Linked DNA regions of Sus scrofa: region 2 is linked to region 1. A link is a contact called in public promoter capture Hi-C data. All regions are on one chromosome and are shown on one strand. Each heading gives the region's core, a stretch centred on a gene start, on an enhancer-like site or on the middle of the called end of the contact. The rest is flanking DNA. Distances are from core to core; before and after follow the strand shown.

Evidence for each region. Promoter capture Hi-C pulls out the DNA fragments that hold promoters and counts their contacts.
Region 2: a contact with region 1 is called in a promoter capture Hi-C map of liver, with 6 times the contacts expected there. The contact joins the promoter of DSG2 here to the promoter of DSC2 in region 1. A contact is called at or near these places in 1 of 5 promoter capture datasets (liver) and 7 of 47 Hi-C or Micro-C datasets (embryonic fibroblasts, fetal heart ventricle, heart right ventricle and 2 more).

What each region holds. Positions count from the first base shown.
Region 1 is chr6:115,017,750-115,025,557 of Sscrofa11.1, forward strand. DSC2 (desmocollin-2) reads right to left here and starts at 3,583. Exons shown (of 17, transcript XM_021096210.1): 1 at 3,002-3,583. The coding sequence starts at 3,070.
Region 2 is chr6:115,397,424-115,405,231 of Sscrofa11.1, forward strand. DSG2 (desmoglein-2) reads left to right here and starts at 2,800. Exons shown (of 15, transcript XM_003356392.4): 1 at 2,800-2,927. The coding sequence starts at 2,889. It overlaps LOC110261189 (a long non-coding RNA gene), which reads right to left and starts at 2,479. Exons shown (of 2, transcript XR_002345076.1): 1 at 2,373-2,479.

The sequences.
Region 1 (7,808 bases), core at 2,333-4,832:
GTTGCCGTGAGCTGTAGGGTGGGTCTCAGACACAGACTGTAGATTGGATTCTGTGTTGCTGCTGTGGCTGTGGCGCAGGCCGGCAGCTGTAACTCCGATCCGACCCCTAGCCTGGGAACTTCCATATGCTATCAGTGTGGCCCTAAAAAATAAAAAAATACGATCTGCAAACTTTTTTCCAGTTTATGATTGGAAACCTTTGACTTTGCTTATGATGTTTTGATTTGGTTTGGTTTTTGGCCATGGACGTGTGTGTGTGTGTGGGGGGTGTGTGTGTGTATGTGTGTGGTGTTTCATTGTATTTTCCTCCATCTTAATGAATGGCTTTTGAAGGCTGACCCATAAGTAAGCCTTTTGACTCCAAATTTAAATAGGAATTTACCATATTTTCCTCTATTACTTGTATGATATCCTGTTATATTTAAATCTTTCATCTGCTTGGAATTTTCTGTGATGTCACATGGGGTATGGATTCAACTTTATCTTTTGCCAAATGACTGCCTAAATCAATAGGTCTCATGCTATATGCACACTGTAATGTCATATGTATATCCTTAATGATGTTATATGCCATGTACTATAAAAACAACTTTCTGTCTAGTCGTACACAATCTTTATGGAGGGGAAAGGGAGTTGGTAATACCTTCCAAAATTATAGAGTCATTTAAACTTTTATCTGGCCATCCAATTTCTGGTAATCTGTTCTATTACCATGCACACTTGCCCCATACATGAAATGACATATATTAAGAGTTTATTCACTGTGACATTATTTGCAATAGCAAAAAGTAACAGCAGAGGTGATGGACAGATGTTCATGAGATATTTCTGACTGTAGATTTAATGGGACTTAAGGATGGATTAGGGGTGGGGAGCAGTAAGGAAGTAAAGAACAAACAGCTTCCAGACTTCCTCCTTGAGCTTAATGAAATATAGGACCCTACAAGAAATCGAATATTGTTTGGGAAGATAATAAAAACTGTGTCACACATTACAGTAGGTAGAGAGAAATAAAGGCCTATCTATCATTTAATGAAGACACCTGAACTAGCAAAATAAATTTAGTATTTGTAGGGACCTGGATATTTCAGGACAGGTCCTAGAGCAAGGAGCCTGATTCAGAGTGGTCAGGAAGGTCAAAAGCAAAGGAGAGTGAATTTCAACAAAGGTTCCCACCACAAGATGGAATTGTATAAGTAATGGCCTGGATTTAGCAAAGGAGATCCCTGATGATCACAGAAAGAGAGACGCTTCATTAGGTGTTTAGGCAGAAGGCGGAGTTCAAGTCAAGTGGTTACTATAGCTTGGGAGATGAGGCAACATGAGGAAGTGGAGAGAAGCTGATTCATGGAGTAGTGAAAATTAGTTGGGTGCACAGGGAGGAGGAAATGTGAAGGCTGCCCCCCCCACACCAGTCATTCTTAGTAATGGTTCTACTCTTCCTCATCTATCACACATGAGGCTCACAACCACCACCACCATCTGAGGCTAGCAGGGCTTTGAACAGATCCACACAAGAGCATCAGAACAGCTTGAGATACACACAACATTAAGAATATGCAGAGCACTGCTATTTATTGTCTGGTCAGATTACTGCTCATACCTAAAGGTGCCTTTTCATTTAAGAGCAATGGCCAATGACTTAAGATGAAGTGTCAGTTTTATTAGGAATCTAACCCAAATCCATTCCTTTGTTAACTAGAACGTATTGGTGGCCGTTATTTATTCCATTCTCGATTTCCTCAACTGTGAACTGTAAACTGCTGTGCACCTGACTCTTTCCATGTTATGAACATGACCCTGGAATTTAGTTAAGGGTTTGAAGTCCATGGAGTTCCTTGGGAAAGGCATTCTAATAATAACTACAATTTTCATTGCTTTAAAGTTTCAGGAATTCGTTGTAAAAGTGAAGCAGCGGTGGAGTAAGGGAAATTATACGAATGTTTCACGCCGCCAGTTCGGCCACTCCCAGGAAGAATCCTCCCACTGTCTGTTCTCCAGGTTCGTCCCCTCGTCCTTCAGGAGGGACAGGAGCCCTAACCCTGCGGTTCAACGTGAAAGTACACTACCGACTTAGCCCTCTTGCACTCGGTCTATTTAACTTTTCTCCTTTCAGTGGACTCAGGAAGTCCCGTCTGGGGAACCTCTGTCCTGTGCCTTGCGGCCCGCCAGTGAGATCCCCGTCTTTTCTGCTAAGGAGGGGGGCTGTCTTTTCCAAATAAGGCCACTCTCTTTTCTTCTCCCAGCTTTAGGTAGGTGGGGTCGTTGCTACAGGATTCTCGAAAGTGAGAAAAAAAAACTAGAACCAGAGGGCGGGGAGGTGGGGTGGGAGAGAAGAATCCAGAGACCCCCGGGGCAAGAGATCCGGACGACCATTTCCCCAAAAATAAAAGGAGAAAGAAACCTCACAAGCTGACGAACAATAGGAAAGGTACAAAGGACCACCTAAGGCCCTCCTATCTGCTTTCTTCACCCGCCGAGGGTCGAGACTGCACCCTTCCCCCAATTCTTTACTCCCCCCCACCCCCACCCCCACTTTAAGATCAACCCCCAGAAAGGTGCCCAGTCCTCTCTTTCCTCTCTGTCCCTCAAGAATCTGCGCTTTCGGTCGCTCGCCTTGTCCGCAGCCAGAACCAGCACTGAGGGGGACAGACTGCCCGGCTCCTGGTGGTGCGCGAGACGTGGAGAAGCAGCGCGGGCGCGCGGCGTTCTCTAGCTCGTACCCAGCGGCCAAGGTTTTCGAAGGGCGTTTGCCGTCGCTGCCTCCTCTGCCTGCGCTGATTACATCTGCCGGAGACACCCTTCTCTCTTGCGGGATCGGGGCGCCCAGGTCGCCCTCCTCTTTCTGACTGCCCTCCCCCATCCCAGACAACTGCATTTTTCCAGCCAGCCCCAGGCCCCCGACCCCCTGCCTGGCCCGCCACCCCCACGGACCCCTGCTCCCAGACTTTCCCCTTCTCCCCCATCGCGGGACCGCGCGCCGTCCCGTGAGCCGGCTCACCGAGAGGGTCAGCAGGAGTTGTCGGCAGAGGGCTCCGCTCAGGCAGCCCGTGGATCGGGCTGGCGCCATCGGAGGACTCGGGGGCAGGTCGCCGGCCGGGGCACTTAGAGGCCGGGGTGGGAGGGCGCGGCGGAGTGAAGGGCCGCGACCGGGGCGCAGGCTGGGCCGGCCGCGCCTGAGTGCGAGGCAGAAAAGGCGGCGCGCGGAGGGAGCTGCTTTTCTTCTCGGTTTTTCTGAAGCTCCTGCCTCTCAGCCCAGGGGCTTTTCCTCTGACCGAGGGTGGGGTTACAGGCGCGTCCGAAAGACACCGATCGGCCCCTCCTTGGTATTTCCTTAAGTCTTCATTTCTGGAAGAACGGCAACAGGTGGGAACTCCCTCTGGCCGCCACCCTTTTACCTGCGCTTAGGTGTTTCTCACGGGCGGACGCCACCTATATGCCCCATCTCCCCCCCCCGCCCCGGTGTCCGCCTGGAGGATTAACAGCTGGCCCTGCCCAGCAGAAGCCCTGACTGTACAAAGACTCACTCCCCGAGCGCGCTGGGCCGCAGGAGGGGGCGCGGACCCGGGCGCGCTCCCGGCTGCGACTCCGCCCAGAGCGCTGGGGTCATTTTGAGAAGCGCAGAGGCCGCCGGGGAGCTGGAGAGGTAGCGTTTTGTGTCACAGCTGTTCAAGGGTTGACTCCAGCGAGATTGTTTTATACCTTTTTTGCTGGACTACTGCAGACATCCAAGTGCAGTTCAGACAGGGTTTTCATCTGTGCCACACCTTTTGGGAGTCTTATTTGGTTGTGGGTTTGATTTTGCCTTTTATTTTTTATTTTTATTTTAATTATGTTGTCTTTTTGCCTTTTCTGGGGCCGCTCCCGGGGCATATGGAGGTTCCCAGGCTAGGGGTCCAATCGGAGCTGTAGCCATCGGCCTACGCCAGAGCCACAGCAACGCGGGATCCGAGCCGCGTCTGCAACCTGCACCACAGCTTACAGGCAACGCCGGATCCTTAACCCACTGAGCAAGGGCAGGGATCGAACCCGCAACCTCATGGTTCCCAGTCGGATTCGCTAACCACTGCACCATGACCGGAACTCCTGATTTTGTCTTTAAAAAAAAAAAAAAAAAAAGAAAAAAATTTCATGGTCAGCATGGCAGTGATACAAGAACATTAGTTAATTAATTAATTAATCAGTTGATAAGGGAATCTAGGCATCAAGAGTGACTTACTCCAGAAAATACATCTTTCGAGTTCCTAGGCGTTGGCTAAATGTGACCTACTGATTTTCCTCAAGACTTTTGCTTGTCACAATGAAGCCAACCTGCTGACCTTATAACTTAACCTACTAAATTGGACTCAGACTAGCAGAGATTTCTCTCTTCCTTTCTCACCACCAAAACCAGAGCTTGAGGTAAGAAAAGGAAAAGAATAGGATGAAATGTATGGTTTGGTTTGAAGTATACTTAAACTAACTGAATTATAGCAGTGCTTAACCTGAAAGATTAAAATATAAAAGCAGTATGCTTTGCAGCTCTTCAGAAAGCAGTGACGGGGAATTCTGACTCATCCTCCTGCACCTCTTTTCAATTACTGGTTTAAATCGGGGAAGTCTGACCACAAAGGAGAAACTTGTCTGTTCCATCTCTTTTGGTTTGATTCCACAAGGATGTGTGGAGAAACCTGTTTGAAAAGCCATCCATGATGCTCACATTTCAGCTCTTGAAAACATGTACATCCTAATTCCGTTCTACCAAAATTTTTTCATCATTGACCAGGTACTTAAATTCCAAAGCATTGTCACACAGTGCCTACTTTACATTCTATGTTTTAGTCCCTTGCTCTATTTTATTATTACATGACACATAATGAGTTGTTCCGTTGTCTCCATACTTATAAAATTCATCATCGAACCTTTGCTTGTGAAATAAGCCTGGGTCATCAGCATGAGACTGTGGTTGACATCCTTCTGTTTCCATATTTTTTAACCCTCTTGTTTTTCCAGCAGTGATGTCATGAACACACCTCATCCTATTAATGATGAGATGATCCCGTGATCTCTAGCATGCAGCTTTCCAGGGGAAGAGAAGCAAGCTAGTTTCAGGTTTGAGAAATCTATTCATGCGCCATCACCATCCTTGACAATAGGACGTTTCTAAACTCTTGCTTACCTTAGCCTTTAATGCCTAAGGATGGCTCATGCTTTTCCACAATCCAGAAAAGGGGAGAAGAGCAATTTGAAAAGAATTCTCCTTAGGTATTTAGTTTCATCTTTCATGCTAGGTAACTGATGGAGACTTTTAAATGGTGATTTGTTTCATCGTGATTTTTTCTTTTTCTTTTTTTCTTTCTTCATATATATTTTCTACTGTACAGCATGGTGACCCAGTTACACATACTTGTATACATTCTTTTTTCTCACATTACGTGTTCCATCATAATTGACTAGACAGAGTTCCCAGTGCTACACTGCAGGATCCCATTGCTAATCCATCCCAAAGGCAACATTTTGCATCTATTTACCCCGAGTTCTCAGTCCATCCCACTCCCTCCTCTTCCCCCTTGGCAACCACAAGTCTATTCTCCATGATTTTCTTTTCTGTGGAAAGGTTCCTTTGTGCCATATATTAGATTCCAGATATAAGTGATATCATATGGTATTTGTCTTTCTCTTTCCGACTGACTTTGCTCAGGATAAGAGTCTCTAGTTCCATCCATGTTGCTGCAAATGGCATTATTTTGTTCTTTTTTATGGCCGAGTAGTATTCCACTGTGTATATACCACATCTTCCTGATCCAATCATCTATCAGTGGACCTTTGGGTTGATTCCATCATCATGATTTTTTTTAAACAGAAATGAAATATAAACTCTAAACAAGGGCCCAACTAATTTAATGGATTTAGATTAGATTAGATGGCTTCTGAAATAGGTACTTCAATTTTTAAACAACAGGTATAAATTTGAAGAGACAATGAATATGGGAAGAGGAATTTTATAAGAGTGTCTTTTGGCTGTGAAGATGATTTTGCTGACTTGAACTAGTTTTCCAATGTATTATATATAGTAATAGTAAAGGGTGCACCAGACCAAAAGTCAAGATCAAATTTCTTTGTGTCTTGGGCCACTCATGTAACCCCAGCCCTCAGCACTCCCATTTGTTAAGTAAGGTAATTAAAGTAGTACTGCATGCTGTCTATGGTACCTTCCATATCTAAAATTAAACTATTTAGACTTCTTATGGGTGATTTTTGATAAGACTGGTTGGAAATGGGTGCTCCTTTCCAAATGGAAAGTAAGGAAGGGAGTTGTCCTCGAAGAGATGAACAAAGAGCCACCCAAGTCTCTTGGGGCACATCTCTGCTACCTAGCTTCACAATTTTCTAATTTCAGAAACTGGAAACTGAACATATTAATGGCAACAAAAAGATCTCACTTTCTCACTGATGTGTACTCAGAGACAGCTGTCTTTGAGCTGCATGATTCCTTTGATGGAGCCTGGGGGGAAAGGTTCATGTGGACACGTGATCTCAAGGGCAAATCCATCTTGGCCTGGCCAATAGAACCCCGAAGCGAAGGAAACAGACCTAAAGGAGAAAAAACAAAATTAAAGGACATTGTCTAATTACTTTATGGATGAAAGTGGAGGAGAAGACATTTGATAACCACCAAAAAATAAGCTTAACTAGAGTATCTACCTCTCAGAGTGTTGTTATAAGATTAAATGATATGATGCACAAAAGACATGCAGAGTAAAACCTAGCATATTCTAATTGCCCCATACATGCTACTTAATATGGGTATCCCTCTTCTCCCACTGCTACCATTTCTTTACAACCTACTCATTTGACCCACCTCACCTCATGTCTATGTCAGTTCCCTAGTTCCTATTCCGGTACCTCTCCTCAGGTCTTGGTCTAGGACAGAACCCTAGTGTTAATTCACTCACCATTCCCAGAGCCTTCAACCCTCTTCCCCTAAATACAACCCCCAGACCCTGTCTGATTCAAAAGGATTAACTATGCAACTGTAAGATAAGAGGAGATGCCAGTTTGTGCTAGTTTTGTACTTTCTGAAAATTTGAATTTTTTTTTTAATAATTATTTCAAAGTGGGAGAAAAGGTTTTTTCCAATGCTGTGTTGTCCAATAAATAAAATATTTGTTTTTAAGGTTATCCTTATTTCTTTAAAGTTCCTTTAAAATTGGCCTCAATAAAAAGTCTACTAATCAGAGTTCCCGTCATGGCTCAAGGGTAATGAACCCAACTGGTATCCATGAGGACGTGGGTTCAGTCCTTGGCCTTGCTCAGTGGGTTAAGGATCCAGCGTTGCCATGAGCTGTGGTGTAGGTTGCAGATGTGGCTCGCCCGAGTTGCTGTGGCTGTGGCGTAGGCCAGCAACTGTACTCTGATGATCCCCTAGCCTGAGAACATCCATGTGCCACGGTATGGACCTTAAAAAAAAAAAGAGGCCAAAGGTAAAGTGTACTAATCAAATTTAATTTTCATTATCTTTGAAAATATATTTTTTGAAATTGAGTGTTAAATAAATTATAAATCAGTTCTTATTACAGTACATTCACTTACTAGACCCTCAATAAAAACAAGCCAATGAAAATATTCTGAGGCAGTTGAACATGAACCTATCTTACCTTTAATAGATGCCAATGACATGTGCCAACCTGCAGTGCTATGGATGCATATATATTCAAAACTACAAAATTTTCAATTGTTTGCTTTACTAATTAACCACTTTAACAGTTATGTATTAGGTATCTACCATGTCTCAGACACTGGGACTGCTGTGACTGGGTATGCTGTGG
Region 2 (7,808 bases), core at 1,550-4,049, 380 kb after region 1:
CCTTCTCACTTTACCTAGATATATTTCATAATTTTTCCTGTATCTACATACCCTTTATTTTTTAACTGAAGAATAGGTGATATTCAATACTATATAAATTACAGGTGTACCACATACTGATTCACTATTTTTAAAGGTTATGCTCCACTTACAGTTACTATAAAATATTGGCTATATTCCCTATTTCAAATACCCTTTATTAACCAATATTTTATGTCTCTTGGGCACTGTAACCATTTTTTATAACAGTCACACATTTCTGTGCTTTGCTTCTAAGCACAGTAATGTTAATTCTAACATATACAATCATTGGGACATTCAATGGAGTTGAATGGTTTTAGCTGTCTATTAAAACGATTAGCCATTTATACTATGTTGATTTATAAACTGATTTTTAATCCTGGAGTGGGTAGGGAGTAAGACGGCAGTAACAGTAGAAAAGGGCACTTTAATCTTTGTTGGTCCTTATGAAACTTTTTTGGTTAAATAAAATTTTTGTTTTAGATAATATTACGAGATGAGTCTAATAAGTTAATCACTTGAAGCTTATTCTCACCTGTGTGTACGTGTGAAGCTAAGCATACTGGGAAACATAACTCAGATATTTTGAATATAACTAGATGTTAAGCTAATTATTTGCACAAAGTATATTTTAAACTGCTGCATTATAAATACATGTTGTAAGAAAAGCATATTTACCATAATGTTCAACTAATTTGGGGGGGAAAACCTGTAAGTTAAATCTTTCACATCTTATAAACACTTTGTTTTATTTTAAAGCAATCAGCACTTCATTGGTAATGGCATTTGTTCTGAGCAAAGAGATTTATGAAATAGACTGACTCTCATGTCAGGTGCTAGAGAATCAGCTATGTATGAACGGACTTCCAAGAGATCCCTTCAAGTCACTGAGTCAGAAGTTTCAGAATTTTCAACAAGGAAATAATTCAAGAATGACATACCATCTCATTGGATTGTCATCTTGCCAATGACACCATCTCTTAAAAGCCTTGCAATAGTATTATAGAGGAAGACTACCCTGAAACTGCCTTTGACAGCCTCCAGGGGCGAGTAAATTATCCAACAAATAAAATTTGCCTTGGCTATTTCTCATTCTGAAAGCTACCAATTATCTTCATTACTAAACAGAGATCATCCTCTGGATAATAAGGCCTAAATACTTGCATATAGGACTCAGTTACAAGAGCACTGTTAGAGGACTTACATATAGTTTCCAGGGATGATTTGTGAGTGTTTTGGTAAAGCCTGCCTTGTTTAATTAGAAGTTTTCTCAGCAGTGATCGGGAATGAGAATTATCACCAAGGTGTGATTCACCCACTTCTAGCTCATGAGAAAGGACTGGAAACTAGAAGACATTCTTTCCTCCTGATTCAACGAGGCAACCAATGTTTATTAAGAGTCTAACATGGTACTCAGCACTGTTCCAGGCACTGGAAACAGAGGGGGAAACTAAGCACACTCCTTCTAGATACTTAGTGCTCAATTTAGCCACAGACACTTAAATAACACTATTAATTTATCAGTTAATCCCTAAACAAATAGAGGAAAAGGGGATTCTCAACTCAAAGAGGCAGTGGTCCTTGGCAGCTGAAGAAGAAAGGGACTAAGAAGGAGACGGCCATTGTACTGGATATGAAGAAGTGGAACGATGCAAACTGTGGAAAGAAGGATAGAGATACTTTGGGCGGGGGCACAGAGCACTTTTAACCACAAAGGAAACTGATATTTTGATCAACCTTGATGCCAGACTTGTCTTTCTAGTAGCAAATCAATCCTCTATACTTTTGTATACTTCCAATATACTTAAAATATCAATAATTAGCCTTTCTTACAAATATTCTAATCTGGTGCTGATTCTAGTGTTTCTGTTTTTCAAGAATTCAATTTAGTATTTACTCTCGCAATAATAATTATAACACAATCATTTGCTGAACCCGTATGTGCTAGACGCCACAGAACGTTTCACATAGATTTTCTGATTTAATTGGCACAACAGCCCTATTTGTTGGGGGCTATTAATCCCATTTGACAGATGTGGAAACAGGCACAGAGAAGAAACAGAGAGGTTATCCAGGTTACACAACTAAGTATCAGAGAAAGGATTCTGATCTCGAGTGACGCTTTGTGTCAGAGATTTCGTAAATCATATCGATTTGTGTATTTTCCCCTTTACACCTTTAGAGTTTTCTCCTAGTAGAGGCTAGTCAAAAGGGGATCAAAGAACTGTCCCTTTGGATCATGTGTGCCTCTTCTAACTACTTTCTCCCTGAGCCAGACAAAGGGCAAACCTGTTAAACGCAAAGGACAGGGCCGTAGGAAAGAGGTGAGAAACCTTCGTGGAGACAACCACCTGAAATAGTGCTCCAGAACTTTTGCACCAGGCACCGCGGCCGCCCCGAGGCCGGTCCGCTGTCGTCTCCGCGCCACCCGGGCCTCGCGCACAGCCACCAAGCGCTGGACCTTCGGGCGGCCTCCTGGCTCATCGCGCCGCTGCAGGTCTCAGCTGCCGAGAGCAAGGCCTGGCTCCACCGAAGAGGGGTCGAGGAGGGAAGGGCGGCGGGGCGCGGCCTGCCACTCAAAGTCCCCAACCCCGGGACGTTACGGCTCCAGGTGCGTGTGCGGCAGGGGGTGGGAGTCCACCGTGAGCCTCCCTCCTAGGCGCGGTCCCCACCCTCGGCACAGGCAGTTCGGCCGCGCTCCGGGCTCCATTTTCTCGCGGCGGCCACACCTGGAACCGCGCCTTTGGGCTGGGCGCGCGGCCGCCGCGGGGGAGGGGACCCTCGGGGCGGGGGCGCCGGGGAGGAGCGGGTGCGCGCTCACGGGGACGCAGGCAGCCAGCAGTGCGAGCGGCCCTAGGCGGGAGGCGATGGCGCGGGGCGCGGAGGGCGCGCTGCTGCTTCTCCTGGTAAGTGCAGGAGTCGGGGCGCGGCGCCCGGAACGAGCCAGGACTTCGCCGGCGCCCGGCTCGCGCCCAAACCTGCCCCCTTCCGCCAGGGAGCCTGCCCGATGCTTCCTCTTTGTGCCCGGAGGTGGGAAAGGGCCGGGCAGGCGGTGGTGAGCGCGGACCCTGGAGCTTCGCTGGGGCCGAACGGGATGGTGGGAACCTGGCGAAGTTCCTTTTTTCTTGCATCCACGCACCAGCCCTAGTGTCTTGTGGTGTCTGCGATCTGTGGGTGTAGTGAGCCTTGGAGTGGGGACACCGGTCCCGGAGATCGGGGCTTTGTCTGGAGTCCCCGACGGCAACATGGAGGCAGCGGCCGCGCCTCCTTCCTTGCTTGTGTCTGCAGGGTCCCCCGGCTCCAGCCACCCGTGCGCGTCAGTGACCAGGGCGGGGTAGGGGTGGGTGTTGGGGGGAGAGGGGGCCGGGGAAATACCTGTATTCCTAGACTGCGGCAAAGGGCCCCAGTCGTTCTTTAAATGTGTTTTACACAGTTTAGAGATTTTTCCCTTAAAGCCACGTTACTCTTAAACTCACCCACATATAATTTGAACTTAAAGTTCACAAAGTTGGTGTTTTAAAACAATCTCCTAGTGTTAAAGGTAATGAACAAATGTAAAAGTTCTATGATTTTTTATTTTATTTTAAAAACTTAACAGAAAATCGAAGTGCAGAGCCACTGTCAAATGGGGTTTGCAGAAGTTATTAAATTGGAAAACAGTGTTCAGTCTCTAGTGCTACCTTTCTTATGTTTGGTTTTTAGACTTTTATTGGGTTTTAAATATTTGTTTTCCGTTTGTTAAAGTAACTGCACGTAATTGAGAAATGTACCTGGCCTGTAGGTGTTTGCCAAATGGGTTTTGATACAGTGACAGTTATCCTACTAATATAGGTGTGCTTTCACCTTCTAGGGACTTAGCAGATGTATGTTCATAGAGATTAGGTACAAGATCGTATTGTTTTCTTATGTAATGGTGAAAAGTATACAAGTACACTTTGTATTAAAAATTCTAACTTCCAAGAGATTGCCTTTTCTCTATCCCAGAATTGCAACAGAGGAGGGAAAAAATTTTTCCCGGAACTTTTGTGTTTATCACATAGAAAGAAGAAACATGACTAATGCAGTCTAGGAATTTCGGTGAACTCTCTTTTGCATGCTATTTAGGACCGTTGGGCGCCGGTTATTTTCATGCTCTTTTTATCTTTTCATTTTGCCCAAGTCATTGAGGTAATTTTCAATTCAAGTTTGTTTTGTTATTAAAACTTTTCAAAGAAAATTTGGGGTTTCCTTTTTGGCCTCCAGAATAACAGAGCAACTAGATCCCTCACCATGGTACTTCCTGGCTAAGGAGATAACCAAACTAACGTAGCAACTGGCTCAGTTTGAGGGTTAATTATTAAATCCTTGCAAGTAGGAAAAGAAATTGTCTTTATCTTCAAATGGTATAACAAGCAGGCCAATTTCATTTACAGAGAAATAGGTACATAATTTAGGCATATTTTTTACTTTAGTAATTCAGTATGTTTACTTTATTGGGCAATAACTGCTTTTTTTTTTTTTTTTTTTTTTTTTTGCCACTCCCTCGGCATGCGGAAGTTCCTAGGCCGAGGATTGAACTCACGCCCCAGCAGTAACCAGAGCCACAGCAGTGGCAAACCAGATCTTTAACCTGATGAGCCACCAGAGAACTCCAATAATTGCCCTTTTAAGAAGTGATTATTAAAAAAAAAAAAAAAAAAAATTTGGAGTTCCCGTCGTGGCGCAGTGGTTAACGAATCCGACTAGGAACCCAGAGGTTGCGGGTTCGGTCCCTGGCCTTGCTCAGTGGGTTAAGGATCCGACGTTGCCGTGAGCCGTGGTGTGTAGGTTGCAGACGTGGCTCGGATCCCGCGTTGCTGTGGCTCTGGCTAGGCCTGCGGCTACAGCTTCGATTCAACCCCTAGCCTGGGAAACTCCATATGCCGAGGGAGCAGCTCAAGAAATGGCAAAAAGACACACAAAAAAAAAAAAAAAAAGAAAAGAAGTGATTATAATTTTATAATGATTATAAGTGATGATGAGCAAAATTCTTGTATTTTTATCTGATATAAATTTGAGTACGTTTATTTTCGTATTTTCTGTAATATTTTACAAGATATAAATTTGAGTATGTTTATTTTTGGTCAAAGAACAGTTCAGGGAGTTCCTGTTGTGGTTCAATGGTTAACGAATCCAACTAGGAACCATGAAGTTGCTGGTTCGATCCCTGGCCTTGCTCAGTGGGTTGTGGTGTAGGTCACAGGCGCTGCTCGGATCCTGTGTTGCTGTGGCTGTGGCGTAGTAGGCTGGCAGCTACAGATCCAATTAGACCCCTAGCCTGGGAACCTCCATATGCTGCGGGAGCAGCCCCAGAAAAGGCAAAAAGACAAAAAAAAAAAAAAAAAAAAAAAAAGAGCAGTTCAGCATTTTTCCCTGATGTGTTTGAAGTTGAAGTTGGAAGTATAGCTTTTAGTAAAGAATGGAAAGCAGCTATTCTGAGAGAAGTAGCTCTCCAGGACCCAGGTCTTTTATAGAAGGGAATATAAATTACAGTGTGAATGGGTCAGAGTTCAGTTGCAGATCACAGAATTCACTCTGGCTACTTAGAGCAAGAAGAGAAGTGCTTCAGGGCATTGTGTTGACGGCATCCTGTGGAAACAGCCCATTTTGCGCTGTCAATAGTGACTTCAAAGCCATCCAGCAGAACCCCAAGCCTTGAGGAGCTCCTGTGATCAGGAACCAACACTTCCACCCCACAGTGTGGAAACAGCCTTGATCAGGATGCTACTTCCACTGCCAGCTCGAGAACCATGCCAGGTTTGCTTGGATACATACCAACGGAATGTGCCAGGACCCTGCCTCTTGGCATGCATGAGCCTAGTGATGGGCACTCTAGCCAGAGTCAGATTGCTGCAAAACCCCAGCTCCATCCACTTCTGTGCTCGCCAGCAAGAACAGCAGACCTTCACTTCCTTCTTTCAAGTCTCACGTAAATGCTGGGTGTTGACCCTAAAGCACATTCAGAACCTTAGCTGCTGGGAGTCTGTGATATTTGGTCTTTAGCTTCCCTCTGAGGTTCAGGGAGACAAAGCGGAAGGGAGATGTTGAGTGGCACCCATGTAACTATCACACAGTCGTCTATCCCATCTCTGTGAAGAGGGGAAACAGAGGCAGTTTTTTAAATAAAGCCAGAGAATCTTTCCTCTCCAAGATCTCTTTATCTGGAATCCACTGATCCATAGATAGGATTCAGAAGATCCATAGACATGGCTGGGAATAAATTAATATACCTATTCTCATCAATGTCTAACTAAAGTTTGGCATTTCTTTAAATTATGTGTATAGGAAAGACACTGCCATAGCATAGCAGTATTTGTGACTCTAAACAATAGAATTCACAAATATTTTCACATCATAAGTATCTCAAAATACCATTTTTCTCATCACTACAGACTTTCTACTATATCTTATTTAATGTGTCGACAATGAAGTACATGACATGACTGCATCGCAAATGGGTGTTTTTTTTAAAAAAAAAAACAAATTCTGATAACTGTTTCAATATAAGTGGGTTCATTCATAATCCAGTATTTTTTATTTTATAAATTTAAAAACATTATTCTGAGAAGAGGTCCACAGGTTTCCACAGACTGCTAAAGACAGCACTTGGAGAGATTTCTGATGGTTGCCTCAGTTTTGCCTTTGACTAAATTAAGCTTGTCCTTCAAAATCAAACTACATTCTAATGATTCAGTGGTAACAAATTATATTGTGAACAGTTTAATCTCCTAATGTTTTAGTTTGCTAGGGCTGCTGTAACAAAGTTCCAAAAACCGGGTGGCTTAAAACAGAAATTTATTGTCTTAGTTTTAGAGACCAGAAATCCGAAGTCAGGGTGTGGGCTGAAACCTGTGGTTTCCTTCCTTGCCTCTTCCCAGTGATGGGTGGTTTGCCAGCAATCTCTGGCATTCCTCCCCTTGGAGGATTGGATACTCCAATCCTCTGTCTTCACATGGACACAGTCTTCCTGGGTCTCTTCATGCATGTCTTAGTCTGTGTCCATATTTCCTTTTTTATAAGGACACTGATCCTCTTGGATCAAGGCTCACACTCATGACCTCAACTTGGCTATATCTGCAAAGACCCTATTTCTAAATAAGGTCATATTCGGAGATACGGGGGTTGAGACTTCAGTATGTCTTCTCTTGAGAGACACAATTCAGCCCATTACAAGTAGGTTCATCTATAAATTTTCAATGACATCGGTGTTACACTTAATGTTCTAATATGCAACTGGATAACCGATTTTGAATAAATTCACGTATAAGTTAGATGGTATATATTGACGCTTACAAGGATAATCAATTATCATATCCAGGAATTTTACAGATGTATGCTTTAACATTTGTTTTTGTTTCTGAACATTAATAGGTAATGAGGAAATGGCAGCTCTTCACAGAAGCTTCTTTGATTATACACTTAGGGGAAAGTATGTCACAAAAAGATCTGATGAGCATTACTTTAGTCTAAATTCTCCCTGATCACTAGAAAACTTATGAGCTAAGTTAAAAATCACCAAGGCTGAGGTCCATGTATTGATAGAAACTTTGCAGTTAATCTGATTATCAGATATTATATATTTTGCAAAAGAGTTTATTCATGAATGAAGCATGCAAATATTTGGATGGGAAAGAAATTACACATTGAATAGGGCTTGGTATTTTTTAAACTGCCAAATTGTGGTAAAAAAGAAAACTTCATTGAAATTATAAATGAGCTTAAGAGCAATTCTAGCATTTCTTAATAACAGCTTTTTTTTTCTGTCTTTC